Linked DNA regions of Ovis aries: region 2 is linked to region 1. A link is a contact called in public Hi-C data. All regions are on one chromosome and are shown on one strand. Each heading gives the region's core, a stretch centred on a gene start, on an enhancer-like site or on the middle of the called end of the contact. The rest is flanking DNA. Distances are from core to core; before and after follow the strand shown.

Region 1 (7,055 bases), core at 2,066-4,565:
CAGTCCACCTGGGCACTTGCCTTGGGGGTCCCAAAAGATGCCCACCAGACACAAATCCCGTTACCCCCCAGCAGCTGCAGGGGGAGCCCCAGCCTGCGGGGTCCGGGGTGGAGCCCGCCAGGCCCGCAGCCCTAACAGCTGGCTCCCGTGGCTTCTGAGCAACCCTGGCCGCCAGCCCCTCACCGGCCAGAAACAGGAAGTGGGGGGCAGGGCGCTGCCCCTCCGGGTCACTCCTCAAGGAGACGGAAACGTGGGAGAGCACACGCCCCCTTCTGAGACGACTCTAAATGGTCCTTTTCTTCTCAGCCCGCACTTGGTGTCAGCAGAGGGCAAATCCAGCCTGTCACACACCCACTCGACAGGGATGATGCTGTTTCTCTTTATGAGCAAACCACTCACGCCTTCCTCCCTTCGCACATCTGTGCCCACATGTCTGGCAGACCGGGACCCCAGAGCAGAGGATGGTGGTCTTGGCCAGAGCCACAGCAGCCACCTGTGGGCTCATGAGGCCCTCCCCAGTGCAACCTTGCCCTAGATCCCGGAGACCCAGGCTGTGCGTTCTCCCAGGGGGGCGCTCAGTCTGCACGGCAGGCCCAGGGCCATGAGTGGGGGCTGGGCACAGGCAGCTGTGTCTCGGGAGCAGTGGACTCCCAGCAGCTGGCACTGGGGTGTTATGACCCTGAACCGGGCCCCTTCCCTCGGAAGAGAGGAAGGAACATGGGGGTGCAGGCGGCACCTCCTCTCCAGGCCCCAAGGCCTGTGACCTGCGCCTTCAGCAGAGCCACCCGGAGCCACGGCCACCTAGCAGTCAGCTGCCCCTGCGCCTGGCCTCCAGCTCCTGGTCACAAGGCTCCTGGCAGGTGCTGGACCCATCCGGAGCCAGGCGGACAGTCCCCTGCCTCCCTGTGGACACGAGCCGACACCAGGCCCTCCACAGCGTCCCCTGGCCCCAAGGACAGGCCCTGCACTGGGTCTCCACAGCAGCTCCCAGCCTGCATGGGCATGGCCAGGCCCCGCCCTCAGTCCCTACGAGGAGACATGAAACCCGGGAGAGTGAGGCATCTGCAACCACACGGCCGACGAGGCCGACGAGCATGGGGCCGGGCCTTGAACACACGGCCGACGAGTGTGGGGCCGGGCCTTGAACTCCGGTCCGCCGCTCTCACGCCGGGGCGGAACCAGGGAGGCCACTGGCGGTGGTGATGAGACAAAGCATGGGCTTTCCCTCCCACTGCTTTCTGTCACCTTCAATCAATGACCTGGTGATGGAGAGCCAGAAAGACAGTACCCGTGGGGTGGGGGGGGAGGCGGGGTGTGCCCCGGGGGACCCTGGTCCTCAGCCCACACCGCACCCTGGCCGCCCCACCACCTCCCCAGGCAGCCTCCCAGCGTGGGGAGGAGCAACAGGGGCATAGGCAGAGCCCCGCACTCCCGGGAGGGGGGCCCAGCGCCCACACCCAGCTGCCCTCGCAGCTATCCTCCAGCGGGGCCGAGGCCCTCGCTTGCCCGGCTCGCCTCCACGTCTTGGCAATGAGACGTTAGAACTGCCTGGGAACAGTTCTTCACTAGTGGAAGGACCCTGGCTCTGAAGGGGAAAGAACAGAGGACCTTAGGGGCGATGGAGCCAGGACACACCTGGGAGGGGCCGGGCAGGGGCTGTGCCCACCACCAGCACCTCGATGCCGGCCACGTGAGAGCGGCCCCCCAGGCTCTGGTGCACTGATCCTGCCCTGAGGAATCGCACGGTCTGGCCGACTTTACAGGTGACAGACCCCAGTAACTACAGCCAGGTTGGGTGACCCCACCAAACCTCAGATCAGGTTTAGCCCCCCCCCCCCCCCCCGCCTGATCCGGAAGCAAAGATGGAGGGGGGTCCTGGAGTGGCCGCCGGAGGGCTGCACCCGAGTCACCCGCTGGACACAGCAGGTGCACGCGGAGGGCTGGAGGCCCGGAGGCCCGCACACGGCGGGGCCTCACCCCCGTCTCACAATGGCGAGGGGCTAGGAGACGCTCTAGGGCTGCGGCGCCCACCACTCTGGGAGCCCCAAGGGAGGGATGCGGCCCTCCTTCCTCCAACAGTGGGCGGGCTTGCTCCTGTGAGGTGAACAGGGCCCCAGGTCCAAGGCCCAGGCGTCTCCCCGGCTCCCGGCGGCGGTCTCGGGGTCCTCCCAAGGGTGCTGCTTCGTGAGCTCGCACTCCATTTCTGCCCATCAGGCGTCTGGGCTCGGGGACTGGTGGCCTCTGGGCTCTATGCTCACAGAGCAGGGGGGCACGAGCGCGAAGCGGGGGAGGGCAGCCCCTGGGAAGAAACGAAGCAGCCCTCCCGGAGCCAGCGCCCAGCTTCTGACCTCCCTTCCCGCGGCCCCCGTCCCCTCTCCCTGCGGCCGACAGCACTGCGAAACCCCCGCGCGGTCCCGGCCACCCCTCGGTCTGCGAGCGCTCTCCGCCCCCCTCCCCCATACACCTGACCTGCTCCTGGCCCGACCCCACCCCTTCTCCAAGAGGTCACCTGCCACCACCCGGCGGCCCCAGCCCTCGGACAAGCCTCTGCCCCGCTCTCGCTTCTCAAGCATCCAGAGCATCACGTGGAGGGCACAAAAGCCGGCCGACGATCTCCGGCAACTAAGCAGCGGGTTGCCTCTGAGCGTGAAGGCGAGCGGTTGCGGGCTGCTCTCTTGGCTCGTTTCCCGCGTACAGCCCCCAACCCTCCTCCACAAAAAAATCAAGACGGAGCTGGAGCCGCGGGCGAGGAGGTTGAAACGGGCGCGAGGGTGAGGGGCCGGTGAAGGGGTGAGGGCCAGGTGCGGGCGGCGGACACAGGGGGCCGAGCAGGCTGCGGGACCCTGCGCGCGAGGCACGCGGCCAGCAGGGCGCAGGCCGGCAGGGCCGGCGCGGAGTCGCGGGAAGCTGGGCGGGCGGCCGGCGGGGGGCGGGGAGGCCCCTGATAGGCGCGCGGGAGGCGTGACGTCACGTCCGGCGGGGGAAGCCCTGCCTCAGCGCCCCCGCCGCCGCCCCCGCAGGTGGTGTCGCCGCCCCGGGCGCTGGGGGTGGGGGGCCCGCCCTGGGGACCCCGGACGCGGCCCCGCGCTCTGCGCCACCCCGCTCTCCTCCAGCTGTCGGCAGACCCGCGCGAGCCGGGCAGCTCCCCGCCCCAGGCCCGGGAGCCGGAGGGGCGCCCCGCGCGCCTGGGATCGCGCCCCCGCGCCGCGCCCCGCCCCGCGCGCCCCGCGCGCCCCGCCCCGCGCGCCCCGCCCCGCCCCGCGCCCCGCCGCCCAGGGGCCGGGCCCGGACTGCGCGCTCGCCTGCCGCGCTCTGGGGCCGCCCGAGCCAGCGGCCGGACCTCGCGCCCCGCGCGCCCCGCGCCCCGCCGGCTTTTGTTGTCTCCGCCTCCCAGGCCGCCGGCGCCTCCGGACCGCCAGCCGAGTGCGCGGGGACCTTGGCTCTGCCCTTCGCGGGCGGGGGCTGCGCGGGCCCGGCCGGGGGCGCCGCCGGCACCGCCATGGAGCTCCGGGCCCGAGGCTGGTGGCTGCTGTACGCGGCCGCCGTGCTGGTCGCCTGCGCCCGCGGGGACCCTGCCAGCAAGAGTCGGAGCTGCGGGGAAGTGCGCCAGATCTACGGGGCCAAGGGCTTCAGCCTGAGCGATGTGCCCCAGGCGGAGATCTCGGGTGAGTGACCCGCGCGCCCGGAGCGCCGCTGCGCCCCCTCCTCTCTCCCGCCCTGCGCCCCCGCGCCCCGCGCCGCCCGCCCTCCGCCCGGGTCTCCTCCACTCCGCCCGGCCTTCCCCGGCCGCCGACGCGCACACACTGGCCCCTTCCCCGCGGAGCTGTCCTCGCCGCGCAGCCAACGGGGCGCTCTCCGACCCGGCGAGTCCTCCAGGGCAGCTTGGGCTGAGCCGCTGAGTCGGCTGTGGGGGCGCAGAAGACCGCGGCCGTGGGCTCCGGACTCCCCCGGGGCCGTGCGGTCCTTCCCCGGAGGCTCCTGGGGTCGGCCCGCGGATTCCCGGGGGTCCCCAGCAGAGACATCCTCGGGGCCCCGGCGAGGCAGGGAGCGAGCTGTGCGCTTGGGGAGGGGCGAGGGCCGGGGCGGACGGGCGCGACCTCGGCCAGCGGGAGCGGAACGCCGCCTCGCAGGGACTCCTGCCTGGGGAGCTTGTGCTCGCCTGGCGCTCCGGGCCGCCTCCGGCGGGGAGTCCAGCTGCAGGTGGTCGGCGCCTTGGATCCCGCCCAGGGGCCGTGCCGTTTCTTTGTAAGAGCAGCGCCGTCGCAGGCGGCCTGGGCCGTGCAGCTGCCCGCAGTCCTGCACACCCTCCTGCGGGCCTCGGAGGAGCTGTACGGACCGGAGCGGGGGTGAGGGGGAGCGCGGAGTCTGCGGAGCTCGCAGACACTCCCCCCACCCCCAAGCTCCTTCCTCAAGCTGCAAACGTGTCCAGAGCTGCACCGGGCGTGCACGGCGGTGCAGGGTTCCCGGGACCGGGGTGGAGGGGGGCGGCCGGGAGCAGAGTTCCAGGCTCCTGCCCTGGGGACGCCTCCCAAGCCAGGGCGGGGGGTGGCGGGGTGGGGAGCGGGGAGAGACCACACTAAAGTTGTCACACGGGGGACAGGGAAGGACCGCAGCCACAGGAATTCTGAATGAGAGGGGAGAGTGAGGACTGCGTCCATGGCCGGGCCTGGCTGGGGAACGGGAGGTGGGGGGCAGCCAGGCCCTTGACCCCTGCCCCCAGGAGGGCAGAACCCACAGAACACTGCCTGGGCTCCTTGACAGCCCCCTGCCCGGGGCTCTGGAGATTCCCCCCTCTCAAGTCCCCCAGGCAGGCCTTCCCGTGCTTCTGCTGACAGAGACCTGCCATTGATCGTCAGAGCTGCCTCCTCCCTTGGAGGGGCAATTTTCGTGGGTGCGTCTGGGCACTCGGGACCAGCACAAGACCCCCTGCACAGTCGGTTCAGGCTCTCCCCTGACCCTGCCCCATGCTAGGGCCGGAGGCCTGGAAATGCTTGACCTTTTGGGTGAATCCCCGAGCCCCAGGGTCTCCCAGCCCCAGCCTCGGCTGGCACCCCCCAAGACCCCTGGACTCCACAGCCCCCCCTCAGAAGCCCACTCCCACGCGGCCTTTATGTCCTTGGGGGCTGTCCTACTCTCGATCGCACCCACAGGCCTCTGTCCCAGTTAGGCCGAGACACAGGGTGGCAGGGTTTGGGCAGCCGCCAAGGGCTGGGAGCGTGGTGGGCAGGCTAGGGAAGGCAAGGCGGGTTGGCGGCCAGGCCTCCTTGGACTGCAGGGTGCAGGCGCTTCAGGGCCCGGGACCGGCAAAGAGCGCTGCTGTGCGTGTGATGGGGGACTTTGCAACTGGGGAGCGTGGTGCCAGCCGCAGCTCCGGGTGCCGCCCTCACGGGGCCTCTCTGCCTGGACTCCCTGTGACTCCTCCGCCCCAGCTCCCGGGGGTCCTGTGGCTGCACCCCGCCCCCCTGAGTGCCCCGCAGGGCCCAGGCACCGAGAGGAGTGCCAGCGCCACGTGGGGTGAAGGAAGCAGGGTGACCTCCCAAGGCAGCGGCCAGCCCTGTACACTCCTCCTGCTCGGCAGCTTGGTGCGGCTCCGCGGGCCGGGCGCCCCCTGGTGGCCGCTTGGTGGCACGACGGTCTCCTGGAGCCGGGCCTTCCGTGTTGAGTCTTGGGGGCCGGTGGGTGCCTGGGGATCCTGCGGGGGTGGGCGCCTGAGTTGGCTGGTGGGGTGGAGGCTCCGTGTTTCCCAGGACTGGAGGGGAGGGAGGACGGCCCTGGGCCTGTGGGCGACCTTTCCAGCCTCCACCTCCCCAGGGGGTAGAAACTCCGTGGGCTCAGGAAAGAGGGGCCGTCAGAGCACGAGGGGCTTCTGTTTGTGATGTGTGTAGTTTTTTGGATGGACAGCCAGGCTCAGCCAGGGTGAGGAGGGCAGCCATCCCATTTTACAGGGGGGCCTCCCCCCAGCCAGAGCCCTGCGTAGAAAGTGAGAGGGAGCCGCCCCTCAGCCTCAGTCCGCCTGCAACGGCTGGGAAAAGCCCAGCCCCAGGCTGCATCTGTCACAGGACATGCACACACCCATACATGCATGCACACACACACGCGCGCGCGTGTATACATGTGATGCACACGTGCACACCTGCACACCCGTGCACACCCGTGCAAACACGCACACATGTGCTCACACACGCACACACATGCACACATACGGGTGTACAGGTGCCTGTGGTCTCTCGGCCTTCACCTAGGGGCTTGCTCCCGGGGCACCTGCTGGCTCTCCTGACCCTTTGATGCCACAGTTCATCATGGCCTCTCTGACCCTTCACTAGGGTCCTGGGGGCAGAGGCGCATCTGTCTGTTCTGTTCTCTGCGGCAGCCGCAGAACCTCGCCCAGTTCCTGGCACGGAGTCGGTTCTCAGTCCACACCCACACACGTCCCACTTTATGCCCGGCCACGGTGGGGGCCGTGGGAGGCGGAGGGCCGGGCCGAGGAGGAAGGACCTGGCTGTCCGGCTTTGGGGTTGGAGGTTGGAGGGGAGCCCGGCGCTGTCAGCGGCTCCTCGGCTCTGGGACCCCAGCTGGCCAGGGGCCCCCAGCAGGGGCCACCGCTCAGGCCTCCCAGCAGAAACCATTGCTTCACCGTGCCACCTGCCCAAGGCTGTCGCTCGGCCACAGTCAGCGGGCCTCGCACAGACCGCCTGGTGCCCAGCCCAGCCGCAGACCAGACAGTGCTCATCCCGCCCTGTTGAGAGGGCAGAGACCCAGGGGCCTGCCCTGGGTCCCCAGGTGGTCTCCAGCCTCCTCTGAGCCGCTGCTCTGGCTCCTCACCCCTGGAGCCGCTGCGGTTTCATCATCCCCAGCCTGAGGACAAGGCTGGAGGGCGGGGGAAGAAGGGTGGGGACCCAGGGGAGCCAGGAGCCGACAGGCCACTGCGTGATGCAACGGCCTGGGCCCCCGCTGGAGCCCCGGCACGCCGCCGCGCTTCCCGGAGGGGCAGGGCGTCCTCCCTGGGCCTGGGCGCAAAGGCCAGCCCTGTTGCGGCGCCCGCCCACCGCCACCTG
Region 2 (7,688 bases), core at 622-3,121, 190 kb before region 1:
TTGCAGACCCAGCGCCCAAGCCCCTGGAGACCCTCAAAGACCAGCTGCCCCAGGGTGAGCTCAGCATGACGGGTGGCGCCTGGGCAAGTCCTCCAGCCCAGGGCGGCCGCTGCAGGTCTGCTCGCTGCCCAGCTCGGTGGCCAAAGCCAGGGGCCCTAGGGCAAGCCTGCCTGGACAGGATCTGGGTTCTGTCAACAAGCCAGGCAGTTACCTGGTGTCTGTGTGCCTCAGTTTCCCCACCTGCATTCCAGGGCCCCTCCTAGGTTCAGCGGAAGGATGGGGGAGAATCGCAGCTGGTGTTCCGTGGACAGAGCCTATTGTCTGAGCTCCCTGCCGGTCAAGACGGGCCAGGCTGGTTCATCAAGCAAGAGGAAGAGGGGCTGAGTGGAGCCACTTCTCCAAAGAAAACCAAGACCCACCGGGGGTATGGTGCACTCAAGTCAGGAGTTTATTGAGGACGAGGCCGCCCAGCTCCCATGGGGCAGGGGGCCCCTGGCCCGGATGCTTACTCCTCCCTGTAGGGGACGTGGAAGCCCAGGGTGGTCCCCAGGGGGAAGTGGGCGAAGAAGGTGCGGGCCATGTCCTCCAGCTGGGGGTAGGCCCCCAGGGCCTGGAAGTGCTGCACGTAGTTCCAGAAGTCAGACGCGGAGAAAGGCCAGTAGGGCATGGCCGGCAGCTCGGCATAGGGGTCTGGAGGGAGGCATCCAGCTCAGGGGCTGGGCCAGCCCACAGTGCCCAGGGGCGCAGAGCCTGATCATCCCAGGAGTGGGCTGAGTCGACCCTGCCCCTCTGAGCCCCTAGCTGGGGGCGGAGGAGGGGAGCGCGGCCAGGGGAGGGGGTGTCTGGCCCCGTCGTCCTGGAGACACTGAGCAGGTGGAAACACCGTGGTGGGATGTGGGGGCGTCCGGGGGAGGACCCAGAGGAGACCCTGGCCCCCAGGCCTGGACGCTCTGCCCCAAGATGGGGAGTCTGAGGTGGGCATGCCTGGTCCTGGGGGGCGCAGGGGGTCCCTCCTGCCCGGTGTGTCCCCAGGGAAGAGGCTCCAGTCCCTCTCCCTCTGGGGCTTGACCTCCAGCTGACCCAGGGCTTCCGCTCCACCAGCTTGGGCCAGAGGCCAACTGCCACCCGGCCCCCACTTCTTCCGGGACTGGGCACCCAAGACCAGAAACAGGACCCACACCACCCCCGAGGCCAGAGACGAGAGCAACACTGTACCTCCCTCCTCCTGCACCGGCTTGGCCCCTGCGAGGGAAGGGAGAGCAATCACCCCGAGGTGCCCGGGCAGGACCCCACCACCCACCGGGACAGCACAGGACGGCAAGCGGCCCCCACCTGCCAGAGGCGCCAGCAGGAGGCACAGCGCCAGCCCGGGCAGCAGGCGGGCTGGCATCTTCCCCAGGGTGATCGATGCGCGCAGGCCCACCTGCAGCCAGAGGAAGCCAGACAGGTGAGACCACCTGTGCCCCGGGCCCCAGGCCCCCACCTGCCCCCCGACCCCGCCCCGCCGCCGCCCCCGGACCCCCGCCTCCCAACCCCACCCCACCCCACCCTGCCGCCACCCCCGGGTCCCTGCTGCCCCTGCCTCCCCTCCACCACCCCCGACCCCCACCTTCCCCCCACCACCACCCCCGACCCCCGCCTCCCCCCCGCCCCTAGGCGGGCACCTCCCTGGAAAACAGCTCCGGTAAAAAGACAGGTTCTCAGTGTTCTCAAGGCAGCGGCCTTGAGCTCTTGATGGCAGCGGCCTCGTCCTTCTAGGGCTAAGCCCAGGCTTCAGAAGCGGTGGCCTATCTCTCTGAACTACTTAGGGACGGATCCTGGTAGTTACCTTGCAGCTGCTCTCGCCCGGCCCTGCAGCCTGAGGGGCGCCTGCCGCAGGCACTCAGGCTCCTCTTTATAAAGGGCCGGGGACGAGACGTCACCTCCGTGAACCGTCAAACTATTCCATCCCCGCCCAGAGGACTGAGGGCTCCTGTGTCCCTGGCAGACTGCCAGGAGTCCGTCCACTTCTGGGAGTCTGATCCAGAGATCAAATGGGAGAAAGCTGTCTTTGCACAGAACGAAGATGTTTAGGACCGAATTCAACATCGTTTCCCAAAATAAACTACTTCCTTTCTACCAGGAGGAAAACAGCCTAAGTCTGATGAGGTTTCAGAAACAGGGCAATCACAGGGCTGCCCCAGGGACATGCAGGCAGGACGGGACCCTTGGGGAGCCACCAGCAGCCTCTGCCCGCAGGTCATTCTTGAACCCAGAGACGACAGGAAGGGAGGGTGTCTCCAGACCGGCGCCTTCCAGGTTCCCTGCAGAGATGAAGTGTCTCCAGGCAAGACAGCTACTCAGGGGTGACTATCACGGTTCCCCAGGTGTGGGGTACTGATCCCCCGACAAGGAAGAGGGGTTGTTACCAAGGCCACCCTCGCTCTGCTCGCTGAGAGATGAGGGGTTAAGGCAAGGAAAACGACTTTATTCGGAAAGCCAGCTGACCAAGAAGACAGCAGGCTGTCCCCTCAAAATAACCATCTTTTCAGGGTCTGGATGCCAGGTTCTTTTATAGATCAGAGATAGGGGGAAGGGAGAAGCAAAGTAAAAAGGCCATTAACCTTGCAAACTTCTCCTAGAATGGCAAGCCTCAGGCAGGGGGCAAGTTGACTTCTTCCTTGCTGCGGTCTACTGGAGGACCGGGTTCTGAACGAAGGCACTTTGGTTTAGTCAGGTGGAGCGGCAGGATTCTCCAAGGCAGCCCATTCTGTATGATCCTACTAACAAAAGCGACGGAAAGCAAGTCAGACAGTTCCACCGTGGAGTCAGAATTGGCCTCTTCCCTGCAACAGGGTGTCTTCTGGCAAAGAAGACCCGGCAGAGTTTAGGGGTTCCGGTCCCAGCTTCACCAGCAGAGGTGGTCTGCTCAACCTTCCTGCCACGCGGCCGCACTCCAGACCGGACCCTGGGCTTTGTTCTTAGAAACCCGGGTTCTGCTGTGCCTACAGGAGAGGAATTCTCTTAGGGCAGCTGTGCTGGTGTCTTCAGCCGGGCACTCTTTGACTGTATCAGAGTCCCCAGGACCACCCTCACGTTGGCTGGGGGGACCCCCAGGACTCAGCTGAGATTCAGGACAGAGAAAGGATGCAAAGAGACGTCAGTGAGAGGAGGAGGCAGGCGGGGACAGGTCGGGGACCAGGCGTGAGCTTCCAGAGCCCCGCCCCACGCCCACACACCCCAGCCCCGCCGCCAGCCAGCCGGCAGGTGCTGTCTCCCAGGAGCCCGTAGACAGGTGGCACCGGGGCTCTCACTGGGGGTGGGGGTGGGGGTAACAGGCAGCTGTGCCTGGGAAGGTTCCAGACCCCCAGAGGAACTGCTCAGCTGGCAGAAGCCTCACTCTGCACAGATGTTTAGAGGCAGTGAGGCCTTCCTCCTCCCCAGGGACCCTCCCCGAGCTCCAGCCCAGGGCCAGCCTCACGGGAGTCCCTCCTGAGCAGGTGGCGGCTCTCTCGAGGGGACAGGTGGGCCTGCCTGTTAACTCTTTTCTGCACAGCATAGTTTCCTGGTTCTTTGTCTCCTGGGCTGGAAATTTAAGCTCTGAGCTCACTGTCTTCATTTCCCACATTCTCCAGCACACATAGAAGCTGCCAAGCCCGGTCCTTACTCCGTAGCCTCACTAAAGGGCAGCAGCCACCCGGTCACTGGCACCTCGGGGTCACCCGCATCTCGGGGACACCTGCACCTCCCGGTCACCTGCACCTTGGGGTCACCCGCACCTCCCAGTCACCTGCACCTCGGGTCACCTGCACCTTGGGGTCACCCGCCCCTCCTGGGTCACCCGCACCTCCCGGTGACCTGCAACTTGAGGTCACCTGGACCTCGGGGTCACCTGCACCTCCCGGTCACCTGCACCTCGGGGTCACCTGTACCTCCTACAGGCTCTTGACTCTGGGACTTGACTTTGCACTTGGTACCATGGTTGACGGAGGCCCTTGACCACTGGGAACAGCAGCGTTGACGTCAGACCAGAGAACCAGCTCTCGAGACCATCCTGACCCGACTGGTCCCCTGGGCGGCTCTCCTGCCTCCACTGGTCTGCTGACAGGGCCACCTGGAGCCTAATGGGATGGGGGGTGGTATGTAGGAGCAGGACTCACGTGGAGTGTGTGTGTTGGGGGAGCTGAGGAAGTGGAGTCTGGAGGGAGCGTGGGAAGTGGTCTCTGTGTGGCTCTCGCGTCTGTGCTTTCAAGGCCCAGCATCTCAGTGAGCCTGGGACCCCGATGTTGAGGCAGAGATGGGGGGCAGGGAGCGAGGACCAGCCCGTCCGGCAGCCATCATCACCGCACGTTGTCCGTCGCTAATGTTGTAGTGAAAAGGAAAGAGGGGGATGAGCTTCCTCTTTCCCCTTCCTGAGAAGAAAGACAGTAAAGAGCACAGAGAGCAGGCCTGAGCATTCCTAGTCCCGCTTTAAGGGCTCCAGCCCTGCGTGTCTGCGGCTGAGCTTGCTTGTCTGCCCCCTAACGCTGCGGGAGCTACAAGACACACTCTCTCCCTGGACTCTGCTGAACGCGCCCCTATCTAGTGTTTACCCTTACAGCCCGCTTCTCCTTGTAGCTACACATCAGAGAGAAGGCTGCCAAGCCACCTCACTGCCGGACTCCGTTACTGGGTGACTGACGCCAGTTCATGACTGTCTTCAAACAAGGAAGGAATCAAGGTCCTGTCCCCTTGGTTCCTCATCGCCGGCTCCTGACCGTGAGCCTTGCCTCATACAAGCCCCTAGACTCCTCACAGGTGGGGTGGGGGGGCAGGTACAGTTCTTGAGGCATGAGCCTACTGCTGGCTCTGCTGGCTGAGAGTAAAACCACCTTCCTATCTCCTCCAAACCCTGTCTCTCTGTTTTTCATTCAGCTTCACTGAGCAGAGAAGACCAAGATCTTGGTGGCAACATTAATAATTTCATGTGTGAAGATGATGAGCAAATGTCCCTATGTTGTCAGGAAAAAATGAAATGAAATTACCAGCACTTATTTACAACTGTTTACTTAACAAAAACACTCAGTGTAGACAAAGTCTACGATCAGTGAGCAGTGATGATGCTGGGAGCTATAGGTATATGCTTTTTCTTCTTTCTGGGCATAATATATTCCTTAATTTATTATCTTTAATTTAACTTTTATTTATATTGGGGTATAGTTGACTGGTGGCTCAGTGGTAAAGAATCCGCCTGCCAGTGCAGGAGACTTGGTTCAGTCCCTGGGTCGGGAAGATTCCCTGGAGAAGGAAATGGCAGCCTGCTCCCGTCCTCTTGCCTGGAGAAACACGTGGACAGAGGAGCCTGGTGGCTACAGTCCCCAGGGTTGCAAAGAGTCAGACAGGGCTTGGCGACTAACCAAAAACAACACGGTTGATTTACACTGTTGTGTTAATTTCAGGGGTGCAGCAAGGTGATTCCATTGTACCTTCATCCTTTTCAGATTCTCTTTCCATTCAGGTCACTGCAGAGCGTTGAGCAGAGCCCCTGTGCTATGCGGTAGGTCCTTGTTGATTATTTTAGATATAGTAGTGAATATATGTTCATCCCAAATGGCTAAGTTATCTCTCTTCCACTCTTTCCCTTTTGATAACTATAAATTTGTTTACTTTTACAAAGGGGAAAAAATCTTTAAAAAAAAATAAAAACCCACCACCAGTTGCTCCCTGTTGCTTAGCATTCTGACCTGCTGGCCTGGGCCAACCGTCCAGGTCTCCCATAACCACCCCCAGGTCCCCCCACACCTTTTCTCATCTCCTGAGCTCCTCAAGCTACTCTCCCCTGCTGGCCTGGGCACAGAGCCTCCTGGACCCACCTGGAGGGCTTGACCTGGAGGGTCCCACCTGGAGGACCGCGCCTGCAGAGCCCCACTGGGGGCTGCTCCTCTGGCCCCTCACCCGGTAGCCTTCCCGCAGTGACCCTTGCGAGGGCTGTGCTCCCCCAGCCATGTTCGGCTCTTGTTCAGCGGGACCAGAGCCCTGGTTCTCACATGGCCTGGGACCCTGAACAGAGCACAGCTGTGATTCAGCAGGTGGGGAGACGGAGCCTGTGACTCCCCAGGAGGTGTCCATGCTAGGGCTCCAGAGCACACGGAGCAAGGAGGCCCGAGCAGGCTGTCCACCCGGACAGCGTCAGAATCGCCAAGGGGACGTGGCAGAATGCACCCTCCCGGGCCCTGCCTCTCAGAGTTCTGATTCTAGAGATCAGGGGCGGGCCCAGGACTCTGCACCTCGATCCATTCACCAGGGGTGCCGAGCAGGTCCACGCCAGGCTTTGAGAGCTGCTGCCAAAGTCCTCGACCCTGGTACTCATGGGGACCACCTGCAGCCTTGTAAATAGGCGGCATTTCCAGCCCCCATTCTCCTGGGGGGCACGCTAGTGTAATGGGTCAGGGATAGGGCCCAGGTCGCGGCAGTGAAATCTCTGAAGCCTGGTTGACTACGTCCACCTCCACTTGCACAGGACCTTTGAAGGTCCCCCCCACCCACCTGCCTTGAGAAGCAGTTCTGGTTGCAGGCCCTCCTGGAGGAAGTGGACAGAAGCCGCCCATCTGCCTCCTGGGCTTACTGGGCAGAGAGAAGGGCGTGAGGGGCTGGGGGACTCAGGGGACTCACCTGGGAGCCTTCCTCCTCCGCGCTCCACCTGCACCAGGTGAGGCTGGCCGGTCGCTGCCATCAGGCGGTCTCGGGACGCCCCCTGCCGTCCGACTTGGGCACACCAGGCGTGGCTGCCCACCTGGGTCTCCGGGAAGGACCCGACAGTGCCCGGGTCACGGTCCTTGCAGCTGTCCCGACGCAAGCCAGTCGAGGTCTTGATCTGCTTCAGGGAGTCTCAGCCTTGGCTGCTCGGGGGCTCGCAGGGCCCCTGTGGACAGCCCACCTCCAGGTACCCCAGGAGTGTGCCCTCTGCCTCAGCACTGGGAGGGGGTTCGCTCACCGCCGAGTCACTCTGTCCCACATGCATGGTCCCAGCGGGTGACGCTAGCCCCCTGCTAAGCGGACTTCCTTTCTGAGCCTGTGGCTCCTGAGTCTCCGGGTGTCTGGTGGGTGGGGTTGGGGAGGGTGCAGGTTCAGCACCTGGGGGGTCGGAGCCACGCCGGGCTCACCTGCTCAGAGCCCGGTCCTGCGGCCACTCACCTGGCGGTCCCCGTGAAGCCCTCATTCCGCCCCAGGACCCCTCCAGAAGCGCACGCCCCCAGCTCCTGCAAGGGGGAAGGGCGCCTCTCACCCTCACCTATTTGTTCCCGCACCCACAGCCTGATTGTACTGGTCATTCTAAGAAAAGGATTTGTAATTCAACGTGACATCTAATGAACGGTAACAGAGTTTAGGGGATTGAGACTCAGTTGCCTTGGAAAGGCCCACTCGAGGTAGACACTGCCGGAAACTATGTCCAGGTGGATATGGACCCAGGGCCCTGGAAGGCTGGAACCCGGACTGTCCCTGTGCTCCGAGGGATCCCACGCCGGACACTGCGGAGGATGTGTCCCTGGAGTGGGCTGCAGGGGGCGCCAGGCCCACTGGAATCCAAGGACAGCAGAGCCCAGCTGAGATTTGGAAGTCAAATGCCTAAAAGGCCCACGTGACTCTCCCTGAAAATCATTCCTGCTTTTAGGGAGTCTGTGAGCGTTTCTGGCCAGGCCCCAGTTCATTCCGTGAGAAGCCTTCTCCTG

The links. A called contact is a pair of places that touch in the nucleus more often than the background predicts.
Region 2: a Hi-C map of hypothalamus shows a contact between it and region 1, with 7 times the contacts expected there. The contact joins the promoter of OTOS here to the promoter of GPC1 in region 1. A contact is called at or near these places in 2 of 16 Hi-C or Micro-C datasets (hypothalamus and tail adipose tissue).

What each region holds. Positions count from the first base shown.
Region 1 is chr1:1,130,314-1,137,368 of ARS-UI_Ramb_v3.0, reverse strand. It overlaps GPC1 (glypican 1), which reads left to right and starts at 3,315. Exons shown (of 9, transcript XM_042239689.2): 1 at 3,315-3,665. The coding sequence starts at 3,500. LOC114113949 (a long non-coding RNA gene) reads right to left here and starts at 2,155. Exons shown (of 2, transcript XR_009596323.1): 1 at 1-2,155.
Region 2 is chr1:1,320,990-1,328,677 of ARS-UI_Ramb_v3.0, reverse strand. OTOS (otospiralin) reads right to left here and starts at 1,871. Exons shown (of 4, transcript XM_027965707.2): 1 at 1,829-1,871; 2 at 1,333-1,423; 3 at 1,216-1,242; 4 at 426-690. The coding sequence starts at 1,390. The coding sequence ends at 506.